2 separate regions of the Oryctolagus cuniculus genome follow, and region 2 is linked to region 1. Evidence: chromatin contacts called from public Micro-C data. All regions are on one chromosome and are shown on one strand. Each heading gives the region's core, a stretch centred on a gene start, on an enhancer-like site or on the middle of the called end of the contact. The rest is flanking DNA. Distances are from core to core; before and after follow the strand shown.

The links. A called contact is a pair of places that touch in the nucleus more often than the background predicts.
Region 2: a Micro-C map of ear pinna shows a contact between it and region 1, with 5 times the contacts expected there. The contact joins the promoter of HBEGF here to the enhancer-like site in region 1. A contact is called at or near these places in 4 of 6 Hi-C or Micro-C datasets (ear pinna, psoas muscle, skin fibroblasts and 1 more).

What each region holds. Positions count from the first base shown.
Region 1 is chr6:27,897,617-27,901,575 of mOryCun1.1, reverse strand. It overlaps PFDN1 (prefoldin subunit 1), which reads left to right. Exons shown (of 4, transcript XM_002710251.5): 4 at 3,228-3,959. The coding sequence ends at 3,311. Among named protein-coding and RNA genes, the nearest start is that of PFDN1, 65 kb to the left of the region's middle. Within about 2 kb of position 2,380, at least 3 of the 8 cell types and tissues checked have an H3K27ac peak or open chromatin away from gene starts, as enhancers often do. A contact at or near this core is called in ear pinna, where this site is marked.
Region 2 is chr6:28,001,095-28,005,121 of mOryCun1.1, reverse strand. It overlaps HBEGF (heparin binding EGF like growth factor), which reads left to right and starts at 2,006. Exons shown (of 6, transcript XM_008255124.4): 1 at 2,006-2,372; 2 at 2,584-2,757. The coding sequence starts at 2,327.

The DNA.
Region 1 (3,959 bases), core at 1,131-3,630:
TGGTGGCTGCCAGCAGTCCTGGGCATTCCTGCCTTGTAAATGCAACACTCTGGTCTCTGCCTCCATCAAAATGTGGTGTCCCCCCCTCCCCGTGTGTGCGTGTGTGTCTTCACATGGCCTTCTCATCGTGCACTTGGGGCCCACCCAGGTGGTAATCTCATCTTCATTTATCTATGTCTGTGAAGACCTTTTTCCCAAATAAGTTCACAGTCACAGGGAGCTGGGAGGAATTGGAACATCAGCTTCTCTCTGTCAGGTACAGTGCAGTCTGCAGCAGGTGCCTCAGTCTGGGGTCGATTAGGGCTGAGAGGTGCTTGGGGATAAGACAGAAGCTATGGAAGTCCAGTTAGAAAATGAGTCCCACCATACTAGGAATTCCCATCTGTTATATTTTTTAGACATGTCTGTTTATTAAATTGAAGATTTAAAGGTATTATTTATAGTTTTTATAATATTTTGAAGACCTCAGAATATGCAGTGATGAAATTCATGAAAGTACAAGATAGAAGGAACCGGTATTATGGAATAGCTAACTTTTTTTGGGGAAATATTTATTTATTTATTTATTTGGAAGAGTTAGGGGCGGGATCTTCCATCCACTGGTTTACTCCCCAGATGGCTGCTACAACCAGGGCTGAAGCTGGGAACCAGGAGCTGCTTCCAGGCTCCCATGTGGGTGGCAGGGGCCCAAACACCTAGGCCATCTTCTGCCATGTTTCCCAAGCCATCAACAGGGAGCTGAATTGGAAATAGAGCAGCCAGGACTCGAACTGGCACCCATATGGGATGCTGACGTTGCATGTGGCAGCTTTATCTGCTATGCCACAACACTGGCACCTCTTAAAGCTGAGACTACAACCCGGATTTGGCCAGAGGCCTGGGCAGCAGGGCAGAAGTGCTCTTGCTGATGTTTGGGGTTGCCGGTCTGGCTAGTGTGGCAGCAAGTTGACTGAATCCGGGCGTGGCAGGACTGGGTCCTGAGCACTGGCTATTGCTGGGGAGAACACTGCATACTCCACTGGCCTTGTCCTTAGCTTCCTGTGGGGCTGGAGCCAAGAGGTGCCCAGGTGGTGCACAGCTCTCACTATCTACCTAGCACTTGTGCATTCCTCAGTGGTGTGTCAGGAGTCACTCGTATTTGCCTCTTTTTAACTTGCCACAAGTCAAGTCTAAGGGTTGTTTATCAAAGGAAGCGTAAGTTCCCACTTTGATAGCACAATGATAGGACTATATGAGCCTTAGCAATGTATTTAAAATTGCTTAGCAACAATCTGCATTTGTGGCTGTCATATTGTTGTCATGGTCACTATGAACTTTTATGGAGTTCCTGTGTGTCGTAAGGATTGTGTGTGAGTTGGACAGATGGGAGATGAGAGAGGCAGGGCTTTTTCCACCTTAGGGAATATTTGAACTTGGAGAGGTCAGTCAGGAGTCAGAGGTTCACACAGGAGCAGATTTGTGCATGCCATATTTGGCTCCTGTAGGAAAAAGCTGTTTTTTTTTAAAAAACTCTTCACTTACTTGAAAAGCAGAGTGAATGGGCTATGCAGGTTGCGGAGTGGAGAGATGAATCCAGGTCTTCCTTGCGCTGGCTCACCCCCCCAAATAGCAACATTCAGGGCTGGGTAAGGCTGAAGTCAGTAGCCTGGAATTCCATCTGGGTCTCCCACTCGGGTGCAGGGACCCAAGCACTTGGGCTGTTTGCTGCTGCTTGCCCAGGTGCATTGGCAGGCAACTGGATTGGAAGTGGAGCAACTGGGACTCAAACTGACACTCCAACATGGAATGGCACCGTTGCAAGTGGCATATTTTTTTGTTTTTAAAGATTTGTTTATTTGAGAAGTAGAGTTACCGAGAGACAGAGAGAGAAAGGTCTTCCACCTGCTGGTTCATTCCCCAAATGGCCGCAATGTTTGAGCTGAGCTGATCTGGAGCCAGGAGCTTCTTCCGGGTCTCCCCACCGGGTGCAGGAGCCCAAGTACATGGGCCATCTGCTGCTGCTTTCTCAGACCATTAGCAGAGAGCTGGATTGGAAGAGGAGCAGCTGGGACATGAACTGGCACCCACGTGGGATGCTGGTGCCACAGGTGGAGGTTTAACCTACTACACCACAGTGCTGGCCCCGCAAGTGGCATCTTAACACACTGTGCCACAGCCCCAGCCCCAGCCCCAGCCCCAGCCCGAAGCTTTGAGAGTAGGAGGAGGGAGAGGAATATGTAATGGGATTCCAGAGTTTAAGGGGAAGCCGCAGAAATAGGTGGTTGGGGATCACTTGCCAGGTAGGGTGGTCAGAGCAGACTGTGCTGTTGGGATGGCTCGCCCAACCCCTGCCTCAGCTGTTCCCTGGCACCCCTGGGTCATGTGGGCACTTGAGTGCAGGAGGTGGGAGCAAGAAGTACACTGGGGGCACCTGGGGTGCTTGGGCCCTGCTCCATATTTCTGGCTGCATTGTGTGTACCTGGGAGGGGAAAGTTTATTCTCGAGTAGTTTTCCTCCAAAGGGAGCTTCGTGGCTGACAGCCACAGCTCTCCTCAGGGCAGGGCCAGCGGTGAGGCCACTGTCCTTGTGGGGTGAGCACAGGGCAGATCATGGGCACACAGCATTTCCTTTGACTCATCTGAATCGTGGGCCAGATGTGGCTCCTGAAAGTAGTCAACGTTCTTTGTCTACATTGAGATTTTTAATTTAGGACCCAGATGGGGTAAAAGGAAAACCTCCAGAAGGTCTGTTTTACTCCGTGTGTCACTGTCCTGGATTCCTGGCAGGGAGCAGTTTCATTAGAAAACCAGGTTTGCTCCTGACTCATCTGCCTGTGTGAGACGCGGGATACACTGTCACGGCACTGGGCGGCAGAGTGCGCGGTCTTTGCTGCGGGCGCCTGGCCCAGTCCATGGAAAACCTTGAGAGGAGACAGCGCGTTACAGGGTAGGAGCTTTGTCCTGGAATTTCCTGGCCTTTGTCTGGTGTAACTTCGTGTCCCGAGATGCCTGTTTTTAGAGTCTGCTTCCTTTTGGGGGCACGAAGCCTGTCTTGCAGAGCTCTTCGACTTCCCGTACCAGGCCGTCTCACCCTGCCTGGGGATTGGCGGTGGGGACCTGGCTCCCAGTAGAGCGTGCTCCTGGAAGTCACGGATCACAAAGGAGAAGCCAAACCATTGGACATAAAAGCTGCATCTGCCAGTCAGGCTCATTCACCCGGTCCTAACCCTTGTTGCTTTCTCTTTGCAGCAGAAAAAGTCCTACCTGGAGCGGAGCGTTAAGGAAGCAGAGGACAACATCCGGGAGATGCTGATGGCACGAAGGGCACAGTAGGACCCTCTGAGGGATGCTCCTCCTCCTGACCCTCCCATTCCTGGCAAGGGCTGAGGGGCCCGAGCAGGGAGCAGCCCCCTCTCTGCTCTGACGGACATTTTATCTGCATGGCCTAGCACCCCCACATCTTCTGCATCAGTCTGCACCCCCTTCAGGGTCCTCCCTGTGTCCTTTGTTTATCCTGGCTCTGCCACTCCTGCCCAGGCCCCTCCTCTCTCCTGAGTCCTGAATTCCTGGGAGAGAGAAGAGTGGGCCCACCGCTAAGCACATGGGTCAGCCAATCAAAGGCATCTGTCCCACTCCACTCAGCCTGGGAACAGAGGAGAGGCGGTGGCGGTCTCTGCCTCAGCTGCCTTTCCCTCCACATTGAAGCCTTTTCCTCCTTGGGGAGTGGGTCCCGCCCTCCCCGCTTCCCCTCCTGGACCTGACATACACACACACCCCCTGCACTGGTTCCTCCAGGGCAGCCTGCCTGGAGAGTCCTGTCCTGCTTCCTCCCACACGTGGTAACAAAGCTCCCAGCAAGCAGCAGCTTCCAGGCTGTGCTGTTGGACAATGTCTTAGGGTGGACACGAAATCCTCCAGGCTCACGGGCGGCCGCGGTGTGCTGGAGCTGGCTTGTCCCGGCTCGGGAGAGCCAGTGATTCG
Region 2 (4,027 bases), core at 757-3,256, 100 kb before region 1:
GTTGCCCCCGACCACCAAGAGCAAGCTCCAGGGCAGCGTGTGCTTGGGTGTTCTGCTCACTGCTGCATCCCTTGTGCTTGAAAAGTGTTCAGCGAATGTTTGTGGAATGCGTGAGTTCATGAGTTTGCCCCAGCATGAACTGTGATTCCTTTTTTTGGTCAAGGTTCCAAGAGGGGAAGTGACTATCCCAAATCCAATTCAGGCCTTATGTCTTTTTTTTTTTTTTCCCCAGGCCCTTCCTGTAAAACCTGGTTAACACAAACCTAACTGGGGTGAGGCTCCCAGGTGTGATGAAAGCTTGGAGTTGCCCCATGAACTGGGCTGAGACTGAGGCTGATGTGGGGGTGAGAAGGTGGAAGGAAAATGCATGCGAAGGGAGAGGCAGGCTGGAACAGGAGAGGAGGGTGTGAACAGCGGGTGGAGGGAGAAAGGGGGGGTGAATTGGCCATGTGTCAGGAAGTGTTTCCGTCCACCCTTCCCTGGGGACAGCCTTGACCCTGTGGCGGCTTTGTTTGGGGGGAGCAGGAGGTCAGACGGCTGCTGAAGGAGAACAAAGGTGTGGCCTGGGTGCTGATCATCCACTGAGGTCCTAGGCCTCATAGTGATCACCAGAGGATGGGCTATGGGCCAACTAGGTGACAGGCGAGCTTCTGTTGGAAATCAACCCAGCTACAGCGTGCAGCCTCAGGCCTGGCCTAGGGTAGGCAAGGAGTCTAGGAGAAGGGAGAGAAAGAGGGGTCCCAGTGGAATGATCAGCGATGACAGTTGGCAGTATGCACAGACTCCTTTATGAACAGCAGGTGGGGGGAGTCCTCCAAAAGCTCTCCACACGTTTATCATCATTGCTATTGTCCCCATTTGAGAAATGTGGAAACCGAGGCTCAGTGACATTCCATATCTTATCCAAGGTCATTGAGGAAGCAGCAAGGGCAGGATGCAAAAGCCAAGTCTGTAGTGATTCCAGTGCACCGGGGAATCCTAGGACGGTGGAGGGTTGCTGGGGCAAGGGAAGAGGGCAGAGCCAGAGTGACCCCTGTAAAGATGGGGGTGGGGGAGGGAGAGTGGGATCGACTGCATATAAATAGCAGGCCTGTTTTTATCCCTACACAGGGCTGAATCAGGCCAGGGCTCCATCTGGCACAAGCTGAGAGCTCCGAATGCCAACCCAGCCCTGTGTCAAACAACTCCCTCCCAGCATGTCCCTGGGAGCTGAAATATCTACTGAGAGAGTCATTTCTTTGGGTCAGGACAAGTGACTCCAGAAAACCCCTGTAAAAATATAAGGGCTGGAAGAGAAACACATCAAAATCCTGGCACCTGTTGAACACAGCAGTCTAGGTTAGCCAGGCCCCGGTCCCAGGGGAACTTTCAAAGGAGTGGGTGGGGGTGGGGATGCAGAAGTATGGGGAAACCGCGAGAAAAAGTTTGAAGCTGGCTTTCCTGAGCCTGCTGCTGTGACCCAGGGAACAGGTGAGGGGAAGCCACTCCAGCTCCGAGAGAATCTTCACACCTCCTTGGGTTTTGCTGGATTGACACCAAGCACCTGCAACTTTGTGGCTCGCCCCAGCTTGACACCTGCTGGCGTTCAGGCACCTAATGTTTAAATGAGAAGCAGATAATTATTTACTATCTGCTGTGTTAGTAGACCCAAAAATGGGCTTCTGAATCTCGGAAGGTGACACGTGTAGAGACCCCTGGTAGAGAGTAAGGACCGCCCAAGGGAGCAGACCCGGAACAAGAGCTCAGCTCAGCAGTCACAAGGCTGCAGAGCGACAGGCTTTTGGGGAAAGGTAGGTATTGATTCCCGCCTCCTGCCGGCCAACAGCCCTACTCACAGTCAGGCCGCGCCGGCCCTGGCCTGGTCCCCAAAAATGTGAGCGCCGCCGCCGCCTCCTCCTCCTTCGCTCCCTGCCTCCGCCGCGCCCGCAGGGTCGGGGGCTGCGCTGCCGGCGCCGCGAGCCGGGCGCGCTTCCCGGCGAGGGAGGGGGAGGGGGCGGCGCCGGGCGGGGCGGAGCCTGGTTGCCTCCCGGAGCCTTATTCCCGGCCGCGCGCCGGGAGCGCTCAGTCTGCCGAGGGAGCTGCGCGCCGCACGCGGGTGCTCGGCCTGACCTAGGTGCAGCGGCTCGGGCGTACGGACGGAGCGAGCGGACAGACGCACAGCAGCCGGTAGCTGCGCGCGGGTCCCCAGCCGGGTGTGCACCCAGAGGTGGGCGGCAGACTGTACCCCGCGAATCTCCTGCGCCCCTTCGCCTGGCTCCCCTGCTGGCCCCTTGGCCGCCGCCTTCAAAGTGATTGCTGCCTCGCCGCCTCCACTCGGTCCGCGACCATGAAGCTGCTGCCGTCGATGGTGCTGAAGCTCTTTCTGGCTGCAGGTGAGACGGCTGCTGACGCCCCCGGAGGTCGGGGTGGGGGAGGGGGGCGCTGTGCTGGGTGCACGGAGGAAGGTCGCTGCAGCGCCCCCGGCGCGGGCCACTTGGTGGGGCCCGTGCGCCCTGGCGGGCTAGCGAGCGGGCGTGGGCGTCGGTGCGTGGTGGCCCTGAGTCTGGGGTAGGGGTCTGATGCAGCCTCGCCCCTTGCTTGCAGTGCTCTCCGCGTTGGTGACTGGTGACAGCTTGGAACGGCTTCGGAGAGGGTTGGCGACTGGAACCAGCAACCCAGACCCTCCCACTGGAGCTACGGACCAGGACCAGCTGCTAACCCCAGGAGGTGGCTTCGGCCCGGAAGTACCGGACTTGGAAGAGGCAGATCTGTACAGAGGTAGGTGTGGAGGCTGCTGTCCTCTGACCGGCTTGGGCTGATCCGAAATTCTCTCTGTGGGTCGAGGGTATGCAAGGAGGACCCCCGAGGAAAGGCTGATCAGCCTGACGGGAGGACTGGGTGTATCCTGGGGTTCAGGTCTCACTCTGTCTTGTCCTTGGGTCTCACCTGCTAGGTGGCTCCCTACCTTGGGACAAACTGAAACAGGCAACTTGTGCTCTGAGGGAAATTGGATGGTGGGAACTAGGAATGGCTGAGCTGCTGTCCCTAGGGTTCCTGTGTGAAATGGGTGCGAGTCCCAATGCCACTTTAAGATAACACCCCTGGAGGTGCCCAGGCACAGGGCCAATGTGCAGTGTGGGTCCCCTCTGCCTAGGTAGGTCCTCCATCCAAGCTGGGAACACAGAAGGCGATGAGGCGCTCTCGGCCCCTGTAGGTGAGGCCAGCACCTCTGGGGGAGGCTATGGGTGATGGGCACGGGGGTCCCTAGGGAGCTGTTGAAATGCTGGGTGTCTGTGAGGGCTACCCGAAGCCTGGAAACTTCTGACTGCTGTGAGTCCCTACAGAAGGGCCACGTGGGGATCCTGCAACCAGCCTGTGTGGCTGTGACTGGGCACAGGCCCAGAGCAGAGTACAGAGCCTGCCAGCTTCCCTGGCCAGCCACCTGCAGTGATTCCGCAGGGTGGAGCAGGGCCCGGGCCTGGAGCCCCGGAATGACCATATTTGGTTGGAAAGCGTCCCACCTGTTCCAGCCCTGCCTGCTCCTCAGCTGCTGACCTCCCTCCCCACCCGGAGCTTCCTTTGCACGCTCTTTCTGCCTTGTAGAAATCGGAGTGTGCCCCCACGCTGGGCCTGGGCTCCCACTCTCACACTGGCGCTCTGGGGTCACCCATGGCTCTGGATTCTCCTGGCCCTCTTCTAGGCTGGGCAGGGCTGGGCTGTGACTCACCTCCCACCCACACGGCTGCTCCTCATACCTCTGCCGACCTGACTCACTGCTCCCTCTCCCCAGGAGAAGCCTGGCTGTCACCCTGCCACTCTATCTCCACTTTCTGATTGGCTTGGCCCTCTGTGCTTGCTCCCCTGCAAGCCCTGCTCACTGTGTTTCTCTCACTACCTGCCTCATCTTCTGAGCTCTGAAGGGATCCAGGAGTGGGTTAGAGCAAACCAGGGACTGGAGCACCTGCACCTGCTCCTCTGCCTTCTCTTGGTCTTGCTGGGAAGGGACAGTTTGCAGATCTGAAGAGCCAGGCTAAAATAAGTAGCTGCT